Regions from separate parts of the Danio rerio genome. Here region 1 is linked to region 2. Evidence: chromatin contacts called from public Micro-C data. All regions are on one chromosome and are shown on one strand. Each heading gives the region's core, a stretch centred on a gene start, on an enhancer-like site or on the middle of the called end of the contact. The rest is flanking DNA. Distances are from core to core; before and after follow the strand shown.

The links. Hi-C and Micro-C count contacts between places; a contact is called where the count stands out from the background.
Region 1: a Micro-C map of caudal fin shows a contact between it and region 2, with 5 times the contacts expected there. The contact joins the promoter of pdp1 here to the promoter of l3mbtl1b in region 2. A contact is called at or near these places in 3 of 18 Hi-C or Micro-C datasets (caudal fin, embryo and hematopoietic stem cells) and 1 of 4 datasets of contacts at active chromatin or transcription factors (embryo).

What each region holds. Positions count from the first base shown.
Region 1 is chr16:29,941,814-29,947,383 of GRCz12tu, reverse strand. It overlaps pdp1 (pyruvate dehydrogenase phosphatase catalytic subunit 1), which reads left to right and starts at 3,537. Exons shown (of 2, transcript NM_001111158.1): 1 at 3,537-3,632; 2 at 5,443-5,570. The coding sequence starts at 5,470.
Region 2 is chr16:29,648,498-29,654,100 of GRCz12tu, reverse strand. It overlaps l3mbtl1b (L3MBTL histone methyl-lysine binding protein 1b), which reads left to right and starts at 2,942. Exons shown (of 22, transcript XR_012392111.1): 1 at 2,942-3,053; 2 at 5,174-5,290; 3 at 5,381-5,570. It overlaps sgk2b (serum/glucocorticoid regulated kinase 2b), which reads left to right. Exons shown (of 12, transcript NM_001076564.1): 12 at 1-593. The coding sequence ends at 70.

The sequences.
Region 1 (5,570 bases), core at 2,288-4,787, 290 kb before region 2:
GAAACAAAACGATACAATAACAAAGCATTACCAACTGGTAGTAAATCATTTCAATAATTGTAAGAGTCTGGATTCGATACCATTATTCCCGCATGACAGTCACGTACTCTTACCGCTCGACTAAACCATCTGATGATTCAAGGTTACAAAGTGAGGTTTGATACATCAATGTGCTTAACTGTTCTTTGCTGAAGCTGTTTCAGTGAAATACAGATAAAATGACCACTAGGTGTCACCGTAGAGTGGTGTTTCGAAACGTTTCGAAGCTTCGACACATTTGCTTCGATAGTTTCAGTGTTTCACGAAGCCTCGCTTTGCCCACCACTAGAGATATCTCAAAAACCCATTTGTTTTTCTTCTGATGTCTCACTTAATTCTTCAAATGTTTGCCCACGATGAGCAAAGTCTGTGACACCAAAAAGAAGCAAGTGGTGCTCGCTGCAGAGCCATTTGAGGAGAGGTGAGCTCCAGAGAGGGGGAGCTTAAGCTTGAGCTCCACCTTTCTCAAAAGAAGTGATAATAAGAGTCACTTCCTGGTACATTATCAGGGGTGGGACTTAGCGATTATAAGAAACTTGTGATTGGCTGAAGCTTGGTTTGACATTCAAGTTTCACTTTCTAGTTTAACCATGACTTAATCACTTAAATAGTCTACCAAGTATCTTGGCTATCTAGTTCTTACACTGTAAAAAAATATATGATCAGTTTGTCATGACAGCATATGTTTTAGTTCATTGTAACTTATTAAAGTTGATCATGTTCTAACTTAATTTTATGTCACACAAGCTGTTTTAAGTCAGTTGAACATAACCTAAGTTCAATTGACTAATAAGGTCAAGTTGATTCGTCTTAAAAATGTAAGGTAACAAGGATTTTTTTACAATGTAGGGATGAAGGCTGTGGTGGCCATTGATTAATTGACATGAAAGAAGAGTCAAAGAGGGGGGAAAACTCACACTTTTGTTTTTTATACATGCTATAGAAATACATGTTGTTGTTGTATATTTAAATATGGAATAATCTCATAGGTTAATTCATTCATTCATTCGTTCATTCGTTCATTTGTTCATACTTAATGTCTCTTGCCCTCACTGAAACAACCTAACTTGCTTATAAATTAAGTGTTTCGTTAATTTAAATAATATCGTTAAAATAATATTGTTTATCCATTCCAGCAACACCCAAATTTGAAGAAGATAACTTAACTTTAGATGTCACGACACATTGGGGCAGGATTCTCCACAGATACTGAATAACTGAATTTATCAATTCCTTTTTGATCACGTTGTACAATTTTTACTGACAACTTTTAGATATTTGTGTGTCACATGGTGGCATTTGTAAAAGGGTGAGTTTTTGAAAACCACTATGGAGAGTAGATTCATGTGACTCTTATAAAACGTTTTATTTGTGCTTTTAATTAGCTCAGGAAAATAAACTACAACAGAAGAGCCTTTTGTTCCAATCCAAACATACAAAACTCTGAAATAGAGAAGCATTTTAATGGTTAACACGGCCATATCTAACATTTTTGCACAAAATAAAAAATAATTCAGCAATAAAAGAAATCTCTAAATACATTACACAATTAATGTACAATTCTTTGTGTTTAATGCTGTGATTTTGTCAGTTGGCATTTCTGTGTGGAGTTTGCATGTTCTCCCCATGTTGGCGTGGGTTTCCTCCAGTGCTCCGGTTTCTCCCAGAAATCCAAAGACATGCGCTATAGGTGAATTAGGTAAGCTAAATTGTCCGTAGTGTATGAGGGTGTATGGGTGTTTCCCAGTGATGGGTTGCAGCTGGAAGGGCATCTGCTGTATAAAACATATGCTGGATATGTTGGCAGTTCATTCCGCCGTGGCGACCCCTGATTAATAAAGGGACTAAGTCGAAAAAGAAAATAAATTAATGAATTCTTTCACTTTGTGCTTCCTTTTTATCAGGAGTTTAGATTATTTTGCATTTCTATGCATATTTATCCAATTCTCCCTCCTTCCTAACTATCAAAGTATATGGCTGATGATGATGGCTGACACTCTTCATGCATTCTCATTGTGGGCCTTCCACACCTTTTTTGATAGGAAAGAGGTGGGGGAAAATATAGATACAGCCCTCACAGTATTTTCCCCATATCAATAAATCAGCAATTTTTCATTTTATTTTACTGTTTGGTTGGTTATTAAAATTAATTTCATTACAATCCACTGGATGGCTGTGTTGAACCTTTTGAGCAGGGTCACCCTCAGCGTGGAGTAAGTTAGTAAAATAAAGATGATGCCATTTCGGGAAGATGCATGCAACATTTATGACAGGTTTTCAATAAAACATCAGTCAGTTTGTCGGCTTAAAAAAAACTATTTTGTGGTGCAGTAATGAAATTTATGTGAGCTAAACGGAGAAATGTTTCTGTTAGATAAAACAAATATTGCCAAATATCATTCAAATTTGGAAAAGGCTATATTACAATTTATCATCACATACATTACAATATATTGAAAATCACAATAAAATTGGGACCACCAAAGTATAATCCTGATCATCGTGGTTTTCCCTATCAATACAAAAAATGTAGATCATCAACATTGAAAAATAATCAGAATGTATGGGCATAATAATTTGTTTGGTGTGGTCTGGGTTCATAATAGTAGGTCTTGCACACATAAAATTACTTATGTTCCCTAGTTCTTAACTTCTTATTTAGAATATATGTCTGCAAAACAGCACTTTTTTTTTTACTTTAGTTCTCCAAAGCCAATTGAACAAAACGCAGTCAACCCATGTGCTGAAAGCATATAATGATCTCACAGTGATTAGAACTGATTTCTGTGTCCACCGGAAAATAAAAGTTTTTATTTTTTTATTAATGCTTAAGGAACAAAGTACAGAACTATACAAAAAATAAGAAAGAAAGAAAGAAAGAAAGAAAGAAAGAAAGAAAGAAAGAAAGAAGGAAGGATCAAGAGTGTACAAAAAAGAAAATATAAGTAAGACAAATAAATATATGTGTATACTAAGAAAGGGTAAATGCCTTGTGGGATTGCATGATCTTAGAGGTTTCAAGTAAAACAGCTTTAATGGCTTAATAGTGCTTTGCTTAATTTGTTCGTAATGTTCTAATTCTTTAGTATAGCAGTATAAATGTTATTGGTTATTAAATTTGCATCTGTTTTATGGTTGGCCTACTTTGTACATATTATCAAACGTTTAATAACATGAGCTTCCTTCTCAATTTTTGTTACAGTTCAAAAATCCAAAAATAACACGTTGGTATTCTAAACGAAAATTTGGCAATAATTTGTAGATTATGAATTTGGAGATGTTGAATATTTTTTCTGAGAATTGACAATGCGGTACCGTTTTTGGCTGTGTTAAACAAAATTAACAGTTTTTATCAATTTCCTGTCTAAACCTGTAAAGAAAATGTTTTGCAGGGTCAAATTTATGCAGAATTTTAAATGAGACGGAAAATAAAAGGTTAAAAAGGACACCTCTTATGACGAGGCAGCTACGTATAGCGGTGGGTGTGGAGGCGAGCTAGGCTCTAGAGATGCAGGCGGGGTGTTAGTGTGTATGAACTCATGTAGTCTGATCAAACACTGACCACAAACTCAGTCGCCCACTGATATCCTCAGGTAAGAATTCGCAGGTTTTGTTTTGCTGCAGAGTCGCGTATGCAATTCTCTTGACGAAGATGTGCAATGGATTCCAAACGGCGGAATTTAGTCGCACTGGCGTTTGATACTTGTCTGCGTTATAGCCACACAGTTAAACGGGTTTGGATTACAACACTTGCACTATCTAAAAAAGTTTTGTCCACTTTAAATACACGCGCAGTTATCGAATTGCATTTCTGTGTGGTGATTGCTACTGATTGTTTGGTATGTCGCTGTGCCCAAATGTAAACAATATGGCAACTTAGTAGCGAGTATGGGCTGTAGCTATGCTGGCTGGCTGGTCCGATGTGGATGGGGCGTAGTACTACACTGAGCCTTTTCTCTTTTTGGGACTGTCGTTAAGGGGAAATACGTTGACACATGATACGGTATTTAGCATGCTGCACAGCTCATCGCATTCAAACTAGCTCCTTAATTAGAACGACATAAAACGTGTTTTTAGTGTTTGCCACTACCTCCCTGTATCCATTCTGGCTGAATACTTGATGTATTTCTGTTTTTAAAAGAGAAAACCAATTGGAATTGAAGATCTTAAAAGTAAAAGTAATTGTAATATAAGTTCCAAATTTTCCGGTAATCACAATATTTAGATTAAATTTGGCATCATTCAACCGCCAACTTATCCAGCATATGTTTTTAGGAAGCGGATGCCCTTTCATCTGCAACCCATCACTGGGAAACTAAATTTGGCATCAGTGCCACTAAATTCTAAATACAATTCTTAAATTAGAGTCATTGGGAATTTTATATTGACACTTCTTTGTAAGCCTATATTGTCGTTCCAGAGGTGAACTTTTAATCTGTGCAAGTTTTAGTGCAGAAAAAAAGTCTTTAGTATCTTGAAATCCTCCTAATTAAAATAAACCCTGCTTTTTACAGGTTAATTTAGGCAATTTTATTCATTAATAGTGTTGCCATGAATGCATAATTTTGAAGATGAAGAACATCTCCGAGAACATCATGTGTTGTCATCTTGTAATTGCATAAGTTATTACATGGTGTGGATGTTTTTAATGGTATATTACAAGAAAAGTTAAACTGTAAATATACACATAAATTTGTGTTAATGCCATATTGGAATGACCATAATTATTAGATTCCAACTAGTAAAATGCATTTATGTACTAGGGGAAGTTGTAATTATCACTAAATACTACTTAGCATTATGTTAAGTCTTTAAATGCATATTTCTGACTAAGACATAAAGAACTACATATAATGCCACATGTCATCTTGAAATTACTGTAGTAGCTGAAAGAAGAGAATGCAGCTCAAAACGCTAAAATAAAAATAAGTTGAAGGCAAATTACACAACGGAAATTATTTTAAATATGTTGCAAACCTGAATTGAATGGAATTGTTTTTATGAACACTTGCATTTTAACAAATAGTGACTAATAAAACAGAATAGTTTTGCTTTATGTAATAGCTAAATGTTACAGGAGACAGTAACAGGCCAGTAGGACAGTCAGTGTCTCCAATGCCAAGAATGTAGTAGCATTGGACTATAAATAGCCTTAGGTCACTCTCCCATCCTGAACGGAATGGCTTTTCCATGCCGTGACCTTAGCCTTGTCTTGATCAATGAGACTAATCTTCTGAAGACTTGCGATATAAATTGCAGACTTTTATGCCATGAACTTGAAAAAAATGATGTCAAACCTATTTTAATTGTGAATCTGAAAATGGTTTAATAATCTACATTTCAAACAGAGAGTGAAAAATGAATTTTGTTTCATTTTGTAAATAAGCTATGGTTTTCCTGCAGGTCCTTCGAGGGTAAAGTCAAATTATTATGGCTGCTACCTCCCAGGTTTTCAGGGTCATCCATGGCAGGAGATTTGGTCAGATCTTTGTGCCAGCCATAACATGCCAAATCTGCATTCAGACTCCTCA
Region 2 (5,603 bases), core at 1,693-4,192:
TCACGGAGCGAACTTTCCTGGCTTCACCTTCATCAATGAAAACATTCTCTCACTCACGCGTGGACACTAAGACAGAATTCTGTCAGACCAATAGACATTTTGTCCAAAAAAGATTCTAATGACTTTTAACTTTTGCAAACACTGAAGCACAGTTCATTTTTTTAGGTTAGCTGGACCAATGCATTTGCACACTACAACGTTTCTATCAAAACTGACTGTGTTTTGCAAACATTCATATGCTATTTAATTCTTTTTAAAATCCTATTTAATATATATTTGATAAAACAAACAATTGATTTGAACAGAAACACAATTTGAGTGGCGTTCTGACTGTGATAAAATGAGACTGCAGGATGAAAAAGACTTTAAGAAATATATTGAGCTATAAAAGGGAAAGAGTTTTAAATCTGAATTATAAACTGCAAATGTATTGATTGAAGATGGAACTGGGAAGTGTGATGAAAGTCTGTCAAGATCGTGGTAGAAAGAATCAGTCATTTAAAGCCAATGCACGTTTATGGGATATGTTTTGTTATGAAAGGTCTGTGTATTCGATAATTTGTTTTAAATAAAAGTTATGTTTACATAAGAAACATTAGGTCTACTCTTCGTTGTTGTGCAAACGCTGTCCTGCAATGATTTTGTAACAGCTGTCATCAGTGGACCATCGAAATTAATCTTCAGCTGTTTTGAGTGTTCATGTTATTTTTATAAATCACATTGACATTATAGTTTCTGAGTTTGGCTTCAACCAAACAACATGCTCCACAATAGAAGGCCAGAAATAACACTTAAAAATAAAATAAAGAATCAGTTCATTAAATGTAATAATTCGCTTATAAAATGTATATAAATAAATACCCGATATATATATATATATATATATATATATATATATATATATATATATATATATATATATATATATATATATATATATATATATATATATATATATATACATTTGACGTCAGAAATATCAGTTCCCCGAATTATTAGCCCCCTGTTTGTTTTTTCCCCAATTTCTGTTTAACGGAAAGAAGATTTTTTCCAACACATTTCTAAACACAATTGAAACATAATTTTTTAATAACTCGTTTCTAATAACTGATTTACCTTTGCCCTGGTGACAGTAAAAATATTTGACTTGATATTTTTTAAGACACTTCTCTACAGCTTAAAGTGACATTTAAAGGCTTAACTATTTTAAATAAGTTAACTAGACAGGTAAGGGTAATTAGCAAAGTCATTGAATAACAGTGGTTTGTTCTGCAGACAATCAAAAAAAAAAAAAAACCTGCGTAAAGGGGCTAATAATTTTGGCCTTAAAATGGTGTTTAAAAAAATTAAAACAAATAAAACAAGAAGAAAAAAAAAAATCAGACATACTGTGAAAATTTCCTTGCTGTTTTAAACATCATTTGGGAAATATTTCAAAAATAATTAAATGGGGCTAATAATTCTGACTTCAAATGTATGCATGTACACACACACACACACACACACACACACACACACACACACACACACACACACACACACACAACATCCACACACACTCACTCATACACTACAGATAATTTAGCCTACTCAATTCACATGTCTTTGGACTGTGGGGGAAACCAGAGCACCCGAAGGAAACTCACGCAAACGCAGGAGAACATGCAAACTCCACACTGAAACGCCAACTGACCCAGTCGAGGCTTGAACCAGCGACCTTCTTGCTGTGAGGTGACAGCACTACCTACTGCGCCACTACATCACCATAATTCATCTTTAAATAGGTAAATTAGTAGGCATTTAAATGTATTTAATTTGTGTTTAAATGTCATTCAATAAAACAATGCATTAAAAAAACATACATAACAATGTATTTTTGCATTACTAAACAGACATAAACAGATACTAAATAATTAATGTTTTAAAACGTTGATCAAACAAATTCTATATAAAGTACATTAATAATTTTTTAAATGACAAAATAATAAACATTTATAAATGTAATTTAATAAAACAATAAAACAATGCATTATTATTTTAAATTATAAATACATATACACATTTTAATTTAAATTATTTCATCTTGTTTAATAACGTGAATTTATGAAATAATAAAAAGTATTAATAAATCATTTAAATGCACACTTTAAATTTTATTTTAAGCATTTGACAAACGTCAAGTGCAATTTATTTACATACATTCTTATGTTTGAGTAATTAAATATTTTTCTTAGCTCATTATCAGTCTCTCCTGCTCCTCCACACTCACCTCGCAACATTAATGTCAATTTTTAAGCTCACAGCGCCATCTTGTGGTGTCTTTGCTTTCTTCCTTCACGGCACTTTCTCTGCACAATGCGGCTGTTAAAACATTGTATTTGAACATTATGAACTTCCGTTTTAATGGTTGAAACGCTGTTGGTTCGCGAATAATATCTAGTTCTCTGTTTATTATCAGACATATGACCGTAATACTCCTTTTGCTAAAAAAAAAAGATTTGCTGCGTAAAACCTGAACACGTGATAGTTACAGGAAATCAAATCATAGGATCACCATACCAAGACTAAACAGAAGAGCTACAAATTCACACTTTAAAAACAACAGCACGTTACTGTGAACGCGCACTTGCAAGGTTACATTAAACATTAAACACAACTATTAGTGATCCCATTTGAATAAAGCGGACTCCTTTTGTTTTAAGAGCGTCAAAACCGTAAGGAGATTCAAATACCACATACTATATCTTTAATATAAGGCCTTCTTAGAGCAACACGCACTGATTAAGCGAATTCTGGGGTCACGTAAGGACTCTAGGTGCTTCAGTTCGTCTAACTGTTTGCATCATGAAGAGCATCCTTCACAAACAAACGTTGCGATGAAGTTTATAGAGGCTATAGAAGTTGGACGACACATATGAATCGGCGCATGCGCAGTAACGCCGCCATCCAGCTCTAAATAAGAGTTAAGAGAGAAACGAGGTGAGTTGCACGTTTATCAATAAATATGACGTTCGTGTCGTCACCCACGCAGTAAACAACGATACTAACACAGAGTGCGTTTGTTGTTTAACAGTTTTCAACCACTGCGGCGATTTTTAACGACCTTTAAAAAGCGTAAAGATAAATAGAAGTGACAAGTTTGTGCAGAAGAAATTAAAAGCATGCATTTCTTTATTTCCTCGTGTCTGCGTGCAGCCGAATTGTTATTTTTATATCAGGATGAATGGCAACTTATCCAAAGTATCTCGGGGAATGTTTTTCTTTCGGATAAGCACGTGAAACTGTTGATTTGGTTTATTGTAGGCTGCCCTGCTAATGTTACAGCTAGCCAGGGCTATCAGTAGGGCTAACGACATTCCGTGACAAGGGGAAAGTAAGGAGTTTCTTATCGGAGGGGAAAACATTGCGTTTTAATAAAACAAGTTGTACACTTGGCCTTCCAGGGTTAGTTGAAGGTCTGAGCGACGCGAAACAGTCCAGAGAACTGTTATAATTTACATACTTTAAACGTGTCGGCGGCCCTTTGCTATGCTCCGCCATTTTGTGTGTCAGTCGAATGCTAATAATGGGCGCTCGCGCATTGCACTTTATTTATGCTCGGAATAAATTCTGGCATCACTTGAAATATTCAAACAATGTTTTTTAATAAACCTGATGACCTTTTATGTGATGTTTGCCGGGTGCCGTTACTGTACAGTCTGAGATTTGGATGCAATTTTGATTTATGATAAACGACAGGTCAAGAACGTTATTACAGTAGTGCTTGTTGTATACGAATGATAACGCACTTAAATGACCAATTTCTTATTTAAAAACAAATTCATCGCGGGTACGCACGTTTTGACTTGTCTATGCGATCATCCGCCCGCTTTTAAAGCACAGATTTAAGGAGAATCTTTTAAAACAAGGAAAAGCCGAACTTGTTCTTCTAACTTTACTTTTCGTCGGTTTTATTCATGACTAAGCAGCAAAGTAGTTTAATTGTGTCAGTACGAGTCTGTATACATGACTAGCTCGTACAAATTAACATAACAACTATGTTGAAATACATATTTTTGTCCTTCTGAAAGTGCTTGGTGTAATCCGTACTGTAAGCACTAGTCGCCCTCCAGCGGGATTAGATGGAATTACAAGCGACGCACAGTTGTTTCGTAAACCTGAGTTGCGGTCGTTTCATCATCCACAGACAAACAATGTTTTCGAAGCGTTTTCATGATTGAAAACGATATCTTTGATTGCTTAAACGATATCTGCTTGTGTAGTGCTTAAAAAGTATTGGTGCATTTTCCGACACTTGCCACATGGAAGTGATTATAATCAGGCCTTTGAAGATCGCTGACGTGCAGACTTGGTGCAGTGGTCATTGTTTTCAAGAATTATTATTATCAAATAGCAGTGATGATTCACTAATTATATCATATTCTTACATTATATTGCGTTTAAAGTTATCTAGCATAATCACAGCACATATTTGAGACCCAAAATGCAGTTGGTTATCTATAAACACCAAGAGGTGCTCAACATTTAACAACAACTTATGTGATTAAAAACAAGACAAGCGATATTTGAAGCAACAAATGTCATGATAATGCCTTACCGGGTTTGTTTTCTTATTTGACGACCTTCAGTTTTGGATACATGGACAAATATTTGAACCAGCATATATTTGTTTTTTTGCCTTATATTTTATCGATAGTGTTAGCTACTAAATCATAAATGTCTGGAAAAGTAATGTAAATTCAGTAGTTTGATAGAGCCCTTAAGAAATACAGCTATTAAAATGTAGTTGTAATGCTTTTATTTTTCAGAAATTATTTAAAGCATTTTAATTTAGAGGGTTATTATTTTTAGTCTACATAAATAAAAATAGTTTTTTTAATGCAAAAATTGCAAAAGATTGAGTCAAAAAAAATGAGAATTCTGAATTTATTAATCATTTGATTTGTTGATCAATTTTGTATCAGGCTCAAAACTTATCACAATTTTTATTTATCTGCTAATGTGTCTTGTACTGGCTTTAAAAAAAAAAAAAATTTTTTTGGAATTGGTCGATTTTAATATCACCATTTTCCTAATCACTAAAGGTTGGTCATTACAGTGTTTGCCGACACTCATGTCACTGTCTGTGTTGTAACACTACATTTTTATTTCAGGTCTCATTTATGTTTTACAGAAAAAGATGGCAGAGACATCTGTAAGTGATGGCCCTGCCACAGGAGGTGATTTTGACATGATGAGTGCTCTAGACTGGAAGGACGGCATAGCCACGTTGCCTGGAAGTGACATTCGGGTACAAATATTTAATCTTTCTAATTCATTAAGAATGACATGAGGAACATATATGAATGTCGCTAATGAAAAATCTTTTCACTCTCTTTAGTTTCGGATGACTGAATTTGGCACTTTGGAGATTGTCACAGAGGCAGAACCCAAAATTAAAGAAACAGAGCTTACAGACCCACAGCCTAAAATTACAGGCCCAATCAACCGTCATCCACCTGACTTAAACACAACTTCAAATCAGACTGCAAAGATCCAGTCAAATACTGATCATCAGACAAGTACTCCTGGTAAGTGAATGGCAAGAAAGTAAACTTCAGGTT